Regions from separate parts of the Sus scrofa genome. Here all the other regions are linked to region 2. A link is a contact called in public Hi-C and HiChIP or PLAC-seq data. All regions are on one chromosome and are shown on one strand. Each heading gives the region's core, a stretch centred on a gene start, on an enhancer-like site or on the middle of the called end of the contact. The rest is flanking DNA. Distances are from core to core; before and after follow the strand shown.

What was found. Hi-C and Micro-C count contacts between places; a contact is called where the count stands out from the background. HiChIP or PLAC-seq counts read pairs in DNA pulled down with a chosen protein or histone mark.
Region 1: an H3K27ac HiChIP or PLAC-seq map of skeletal muscle shows a contact between it and region 2. The contact joins two enhancer-like sites. A contact is called at or near these places in 1 of 5 promoter capture datasets (fetal liver), 8 of 47 Hi-C or Micro-C datasets (brain, fetal heart ventricle, heart right ventricle and 4 more) and 2 of 2 datasets of contacts at active chromatin or transcription factors (alveolar macrophages and skeletal muscle).
Region 3: a contact with region 2 is called in a Hi-C map of skeletal muscle, with 3 times the contacts expected there. The contact joins two enhancer-like sites. A contact is called at or near these places in 2 of 47 Hi-C or Micro-C datasets (embryonic fibroblasts and skeletal muscle).

Annotation. Positions count from the first base shown.
Region 1 is chr4:72,762,263-72,765,065 of Sscrofa11.1, reverse strand. No RefSeq gene overlaps it. Among named protein-coding and RNA genes, the nearest start is that of CHD7, 9.2 kb to the right of the region's middle. Within about 2 kb of position 1,510, at least 2 of the 83 cell types and tissues checked have an H3K27ac peak or open chromatin away from gene starts, as enhancers often do. A contact at or near this core is called in skeletal muscle, where this site is marked.
Region 2 is chr4:72,380,337-72,383,153 of Sscrofa11.1, reverse strand. No RefSeq gene overlaps it. Among named protein-coding and RNA genes, the nearest start is that of CLVS1, 120 kb to the right of the region's middle. Within about 2 kb of position 1,268, at least 6 of the 83 cell types and tissues checked have an H3K27ac peak or open chromatin away from gene starts, as enhancers often do. A contact at or near this core is called in skeletal muscle, where this site is marked.
Region 3 is chr4:72,643,729-72,646,428 of Sscrofa11.1, reverse strand. All of the region lies in intron 3 of CHD7 (chromodomain-helicase-DNA-binding protein 7), which reads left to right. Among named protein-coding and RNA genes, the nearest start is that of CHD7, 110 kb to the left of the region's middle. Within about 2 kb of position 1,443, at least 26 of the 83 cell types and tissues checked have an H3K27ac peak or open chromatin away from gene starts, as enhancers often do. A contact at or near this core is called in skeletal muscle, where this site is marked.

The sequences.
Region 1 (2,803 bases), core at 261-2,760, 380 kb before region 2:
GTTGCCATGAACTGCGGTGTAAGTCGCAGACATGGCTTGGATCTGGTGTTGCCGTGACTGTGGTGTAGGCTGGCAGCTGTAGCTCTGATTGGATCCCTATCCTGGAAACTTCCATATACTGTGGGTGTGGCCCTAAAAAGCAAAAAACAAAACAAAACAAAACACAAAATGTTAGGACCTTGGCCGGAGGGGTCCTAGTTTTCTTTTTGGATGTGCCCACAGTATGCAGAAATTCCAGGGCCAGGGAAACTGCAGAGAGGCCTTAGGAGACGGTTAATCCGAGGTCTTGCTAGCTTTCTAAATGAAAAGCCCCAGTATATCCTCTCCATCACATTAGAAACACATTAGAAACATATTAAGAAGTAATTACTTTGGAGGAAGTTAACTATGCTAATTTACAAATTAAGATAAAATTAAGGATGTTTCTCCTTTCAGATTCAAGTACACAGAATGTTTTTTAAAAATGATTCCTGCCTTTCTGTATGCAGCCATCCCAACACCTTAAATGCGACACTCACGGCATAAACACAGGAGGTGTCATGTGCCTCCTCTATGTTGGGGACCGGGCCAGGCGCTGGTCCTGAAGCACCCTCTCACAGATCTGAGCGGCATCCTGAAGAGGCAGGCTCCATGACTGCTGCCTTTCACTGCGGAGCCTGTAGCTCACAGTGGTTCATATTTCCACCCAGAAGAAGGCATTTGTCAGAAGCGGTTGCATAATTCTCAAGTCTGTCTTATCCAGAGCTTCAGAGCTTATGAAAATCGGTCAAATGTGCCTTTTTCCCCTTTAGAGCAGAGAAGCACTTACACAACTGGATATAAAGGAGTTCGGTTCACCATGATGGATCCTGAGAAAGGCAAGGCATCTTCTCAGAGCTATCGGATTTCTATTTAGGGTGGAGAAGACCTGGGTTTGAATCCCATCTTTGTCATGCACAGCAGGGCAACCTCTCAAGGCTCAGATTCCTCCTCTGTCATTGAGGGTTGTGTTACATGATCTGCAAAAACCGAATTGAAGAGTCTTTCTTTCTTTTTCTTTTATCTTTAGGGCTGCACTCGCAGCATATGAAGTTCCCAGGCTAGGGGTCGAATCGGAGCTACAGCTGCCGGCCTACACCACAGTCACAGCAACGCCAGATCCAAGGCATGTCTGCGACCTCCACCACAGCTCATCGGATCCTTAGCCCACTGAGCGAGGCCAGGGATCGAGCTGTCGAGCTCATGGATACTAGTCGGATTCATTTCCACTATACCATAATGGAAACTCCCTAAACCAAATGGTCTTTCTACTGTGAGTATTTGGACCAGGGAGGAAGAGGGCCAGCAATAGCTATTGGCAAATCCCTTAACCAGTTAAGTGTGGGAGTATCATGAGGTCTGATACATGAGATATTGAATTAGGCAACCTGGAATTATGACCTGTTCTCATTTTACATTTCAAAGCACAGCTTTGAGTTTGACATAGTTTAGCCTAGAATTGTCCAAGAACTTGCAATGGTAATATTATGTTCTCCTGTATGACACGGACACTGCTGAGATCACCAAAACAAAAACAGCACCCAAGGCCTTGGCCTGGTTTACTCTGGAATCCAACCAAATGAGCCAACCAGCCAATCAGGGACTTCAGGGACTAGAAGGAAGAGGAGACGTACTTGGTTTCTTCTTTGCTGTTGTTGACATACTTATGTCCCCAAAGAGGATTTGGGATGGCAGAAATCTCTACATAGCATATTGTCATCACATACAGTTCATGTCCTATGTTTAAACAAAGGACCCATGACTGGAGCTACTTGATGACTCCCAGTGACAAGGCAAGCTGATCTTGTCTGGTCCCTGGGAACCCCTGCTCTGGCTATGTGCTCAACCATCCTCCTGGGTCTCTGCAGAAGACAATGACTCCCCTGGGTGATCCTGGCAACTCACCACTGGTACTCCTTTCCCCAGGGCTGAGCATCACTTAAGAAAGCCGGATAATGACTTGGTGGTTCTACATTTCAGCTTAGGACTCAAGGAGGCTCAGGACTCAGTGAGCGTCCTTTTACTTTCTTTGTGCAGCTCCTTTCTTTCCCATGGAGTCTATTTCAAAACTTGAAAACTTGCCTCAAATCTCTTGCCCATTCATGAACATTTCAATCTCAGGAGATGATTCCTGAATTAATAAGACAAACAGAAGCTGTGAAAAATGAATTTGTGTAGTTCCCGTCGTGCGCAGTGGAGATGAATCTGACTAGGAACCATGAGGTTGCAGGTTCAATCCCTGGCCTTGCTCAGTGGGTTAAGGATCTGGCAATGCTGTGAGCTGTGGTGTAGGCTGGCAGCTGTAGCTCTGATTAGAGCCCTAGCCCGGGAACCTCCATGTGCCATGGGTGTGGCCCTAAAAAGCAAAAAAAAAAAAAAAAAAAAAAAAAAAAAAAGAATTTGCCTAACTTTGTCATCTCTCTGTATCCCAACCTATAGACTGATTGATTGCCATTTTCACCAGCCTTTCTTTGGTTTCAAAAAACAGGTGTCACTCTTCCCATCAAGCCTCAGCTCGATGCTGTTCCCTCCCAGCTGGCATTACTCTCCTATGCTGTCATCCCCTCCCACTCTGGCTCCTGTCTTTCTCTAAAGTAATGCACATCACCCTCACATGCTAAACAAAAAACTGCTCCTCTCTCCTCCATGCGAGTTCTCCTCCAGAGTTCCCCTCCATCTCTCTTCATTTCGTAATCAAATTTCTCAGAGTCTGAAATCCAGACCTTCTGCCTCCACTTCCTCAACATCCATTGGCTTTCTCTCCCCTCTGTGATTTAGCTTTTCC
Region 2 (2,817 bases), core at 19-2,518:
AGCAACTTGGGATCTGAGCTGCGACCTACACCACCACAGCTCAAGGCAATGCTGGATCCTTAACCCACTGAGCAAGGCCAGGAATTGAACCCTTGTCCTCATGGATACTAGTCAGGTTTGTTAATTGCTGAGCCATGACCGGAATTCCCCTTGTGCCTTTCTGAAGTCTCTGGGGGAGAATCTATTTCCTGGGGGCCACCCACATTCCTCCATCTTTAGAACTAGCAATGACTGGCTTGTCTTTCTCACATCGCATCATTCTAACATCACTTTTCTGCCACCTCTTCCACATTTAAGGATCATTTCAGGGCTCAGTCCATCTGGATAATCTAGAAAAATCTCCTTACTTTGACCCCAGCTGATTAACAACCTTAATCCCCCTGACCTCTATTGTAACATAATCACAGTTTCTGGGAATTGAGACTTGAATGTCTTTGGAAGCCATTATTTTGCTTTCCACAAAGGGTGCTGCTGGGGCTGGCAGCCACAGCCATACAGTGGGGGCTGGGCCACAGCAGGAATTAATGACCACAGATGGAGAGGCATGAACAAGATGTGTCCCTGACAGGAAGATGGTGGAGAAAGAAATGCATTGGCTCCTCACTGCAACCGTGAGGTTGATGGTTCGATTCCTGGCCTCGCTCAGCGGGTTAAGGATCCAGTGTTGCTGTGAGCTGTGGTGTAGGTCACAGATGTGTCTTGGATCCCGTGTTGCTGTGGCTGTGGTGTAGGCTGGCAGCAGCAGCTCCAATTCAACCCCTTGCCTGGGAATTTCCATATGCCACAGCCCTGAAAAAGACCAAATAAATAAATATATATATAAATAAAGTTACTGTGAAGAAATTTACAGCAAATGGGATTCAAAGGATTGCTGTCTGGGGGAACTGTCACTGTGAAATCTACATACAGATTCTTTAGCACCTTGTGCCCTCAGGCAGCAACAAGCCCCGGTGAGAAGGCTTTGGCAAGGGAAGAAGAGGGAGGCACCACGCTGATCTCGGGTTACCTTTCTTTCTGGAATACACTTGCCTGCTTGCTTTTTGGGGGGCCCTTTCCCCCCAGCAAGACCTCATCGCCTTTACCCGCTGTGGCCTGGCCTTCGCTGGCTTACCTTAGCAATGCCGTCTCAGCAGCGGGCTGCCAGGCCGACATCAGACTCTGAGCCACTGGGGTGACTGGGTTAATGGCCCTGCGTTTTCCCTGGAGGGGCAGGGACAGACAGGCCAGGCTTTGTCTCTGCCAGGAGAGCTCTGAATGCAGAACTCCACCCCAGGCAATGTGCCTGGCAGCAGTGGCCAGCTCCGTCACCTGGCTGGGCTTGACCACCAGCCCTGCGCACGGCTGGGTGCTTTTCTGAGGGAAGGAAAATGCGTCTCTGTTCTCCTGCTTTCTTCCTGAACCCAAGTTTGGTTTGAGTTCTAGAAGCCATGCCTTTACATGGCTCCACCTCTGCTGGAATTTTGTGTGGCTCCAGCGATCTGCTCTGAGAAACCTGTGTGTCAGAAGTGAGGGAATGGTGTTGGAGTCATGTTTTCATCACTCTTTCCCCCTTTCCCACCCACCCCCGACTGTTTCCTTCTTTTTTTTTTTTTTTGGTTTTTTTAGGGCTGCACCCGTAGCTTGTGGAGGTTCTCAGGGGGCTAGGGGTCAAATCAGAGCTGTAGCTGCCAGCCTACACCACAGTCACAGCAACACGGGATCCAAGCCATGTCTGTGGCCTACACCACAGCTCACAGCAACGCCGGATCCTTAACCCACTGAGAGAGGCCAGGGATCGAACCTGCAACCTCATGGTTCCTAGTCGGATTCATTTCCGCTGCACCACAATGAGCAGTCCTCCTCCACTGTTTTCTGACTCAGGGACTCAGGGCGTTGATGCTGGGCATTTCCACGTGTGTTGTATCACCTTGTGGATGATGAGGGCAGAGACCACAGCACGTATTCCCCAAGCTCGATGCACCACTAAGAGTGATGGTGGTTTAGTCGCAAGAAAACTCAGAGGCTGTTATTATTATTTCCTTTATTTAAAACATGAATAAACTGAGACTCAAAAGGTTGGGTACCTCTTGGCCAAATTAGGTCCCCCACCCCACTTCACAGGCTGAATAGCCCTAATTCCCAGGACCTCAGCCCTGTGACCGAGTCTGGAGCTGGGATGTTCCCAGTGATCCTTACACTGACTGATAGGAGGTCATGAAGGTGGGCCCTGACCCAGCACGCCTGGTGTCCTTCTAAGAAGAGGAGCCGAGAACACAGGCACAGAAGGAGGACAGAGTGGGGACATGGGGCGGGGGGGCTTCGATCTGTAAGCCAAAGAGGCCGCAGAAGGAACCCATCCTGCAGACACCTTGAACTCAGACTTCCAGCCTCCGGAACTGTGAAAAAATAGATTTCTTTCATTTAAGCCCCCAGCCTGTGGTGTTCTCTTCCAGCAAAGTAGCACAGGAACTTTCCCAAGGCTACACACCTGGCAAGCCGGACCATAGAACCTGCGTTTTTCAGTGTCAACCTCATAGTTTTTCTATTCATATGTTCTGAGTAATACATGTAAGCAGTAGTTAATATTCTGAAAGGATGTCTCTCCTTTCCTATGTATAACGTATTTACCAAATTTTGAAAGTTGTTACTCCCAAATCTGACTCTACACCACCCCGGTGTCCAGTTCCTAGTGAGCTGTGACATTTTCAAAACAACACTTACTCAAATTTTCTTTAATTAAAGGGAAAAAAACAACTATGCAAAACAGCTTTTGGTTTTTAGGGGCAGAAGGCAGGTTTCAGGAAATCAAACAAACAATAAGGTTCGGAAATTCCCCGA
Region 3 (2,700 bases), core at 194-2,693, 260 kb before region 2:
ACATTGTCAATGACTAGCTTTGTACCTTACAGATTAGGTAATGGCTGTGCCTGTGGAATTGTGTCTTTTCTCCAGCAGTTTGATGGATGTCCCTGCCTGTGGGTGGGGTTGGGGACAAGGCAGTGGGAGGCTGTGGTAATGGTCCAGGTGGGAAGTAACCATGTCTGAACCAAAGTGGCGCTGTGGGCGCAGAGCAGAGTGGCCCCCGGGGTTGTCTGTGTGCTTGTTCACTGAGCTGGCACCAAGGGAGGTTGATCAAGGTCCGTCCTTCCATTCATGTGTCTTAGATCATGTGGCTACCACGCAGCGGGGTTCTGTCTGTAAGTTGCTGCAGTTGGTCTAGCCTCAGTCAGTCTGAGCCACAGGCAGAGAATAGGCCCCTGCTCCCCGCCTTCCAGATGTGTGTGAATGATGCCGTTTGTGCCAGGCACCTGCAAGGTTTTCATCCATGATCTCACTTAAACCTCATAACCTTGGAGCAAAATACAGTTACTGACCTCCTTTTATAGGTGAGGAAACCGAGGCTCAGGACAATTAAGTGACTTATCCAGGGTCGCAGAGATCCAGGTTATGAGTGACAGAGTTGGAACCTGAACTGAGGCTCTCTGACTCAGATCAGAGCTCTTCACCCCCGTTACTCTCCTTGGCTGAAAAAAATATTCTGATTTGGGTTTTTTGGGGGCAAAGCAGTCTTAATGTAACTCTTCATTGAAAATCCAAATTAGCTTATTGCAAAAGAGTGACAAAAGCAATGTAATGTAAATAAATTTATCTTGCCCTCAATGGTCTCGGGATGGACATTGAAGACTGTAGCCTTTTTGACTTCCAAGGGCGCTTTTGATTGGTGTGTTGATATCAGGAGAGCAAGGAAAGCCGTCGCTGTCTCTGAGCAATGTTAACTGTGTGGTGTGGTGACTCTAGGAAGGAAGCTTCCAGTCCGCAGAGCTGGGGGAGCGCTGCCCCGGCCACAGGCGTTTCTCCCAGCATTCGCAGAGATCCTGCCACCTTTCTTGGTCTTGGCGGGTCGGCAGAGTTTCCTCCTTGGGAAGGGCAGATGGAAAACCATTAGCACATCTCTCCCTCGGCAAATTGCTGTCTCCTCCTCCGACCTGGGCCCTAGCGGGCCCCGAGCCGGTGAGCCCTTCCCTCCTGTACGGTCGTTCACCCAGAGGGCGGCCACCCCACCAGATTCAGGATGTCCTTTGCTCCGGTGCAGCGAGGGCACCGGGAGAGCACTAGCCGCAACTTACTCTACCTGGCAGTGGTTCAACTCTGTGACAGGCCTACCTCTGATTTAAACAAATTTGAGAAATATGTAAAGTTTTGGAAGCAGTTTTGCACTGATTTGATAAAAGAAACCACAAAACACTGCAGCGCAGGTGTTGAGAATGTTTGAAAGCTGATTGAGGGAAGCAGATGGCTTTAGTCAGTGGCATCCAGCCAAAAGAGCAGGTGCTGGTCATGTGACCGCTGGTTACCAGGGTAATCTGATTGCTCTTGGCGTGCAGATGAAAGGAGAGGGGCCCAGCGTTCAGCTGTAGTATTGTATAATTTGTGGCAGTTAGAGCGGAAATAAATGCTGGAAATGGAGCCTCATAGTAGGGGAGACTTCTGTCCATGTAGCGTAAACACTAGGACAGTTGGATGAGGAACTGTTGTATGGATTTTTTTTTTTAATTTAAAAATATTATGCTTTCTGTGGATCTTTTGGGGGCTTAAAGTTTTTAGGACAATGCTTTTTTGTTTTTGTTTTTGTTTTTTAAATCAAAAGAACTCTTTAAACCTAGCTGCTGTTTGCTATAATCTTGAATTGTCGTAAGTTTTTTCCCTTATGTGGCTATTTACTATGCTAAGATATTAAGAGAACAAAATAAGAAGCTCTGAGTATTTAAGAATAGCTAGTTTAAGATGATGAAATATTTTCTTAATTCATTACAAAAAATGCCTTTAGGTGTGCGATTATATTAACAAGTAGTTTTGAGATATTTTATGTGACACATGCTTTGCTTAAGTAAAAGCCTATAGGTATCTTGGCCTCTTTTGTAGTAGTTGGGACTGAAAAGAAAATGCTATGTAATGCATTCTGGCAGCATACTTTTCTAAGAATTTATGAACTTAAATCAACTTTTCAAAGGTGTTTGAAATATATCTTCTGTTTTTAAAATGTATTAGAGTTTTAGCTTCTCTTGAAATGGTAAAAAAAAATTATTACTGAGGTTGGATTATTTTAAATGTTGGCTAATAAGTGGTAGTCAATATTGGAAAACCTTGGGGCTGGTTTGGAAAGTGGTGTGGAAGGTAGCACTAAGTATACATTCGAAAAGGATGGCAAATAAAGGTTCTAAAAGTGATGGTGAACTTAATTTTTTTTTCCTTATAGTTCATCCCTGTCTGTTGACTTCTATAACATCCAAATCCTATTAACATTTGACAGAAATGTACTATGGAACACATACTTAATTACTGGGATCGCTTTGCTATATTTTTGTATTTTGGAGACCTAGGTTTTGAAAAAAAGACTATTGTGACAACCTCAAAAAAAAAAAGAAAAAGAAAAAAACCTTAGCACCGAAATAAAGCTTGTGTTCACTTAGGAACACAGCATTAAGTAAAATTATGTAGGACAGGAAATTGCTATACATTTTGTTCTATTTTAAAAGGTTGTAAATTGGATAAAAACGTAGGTGGCTGGTATAAAAG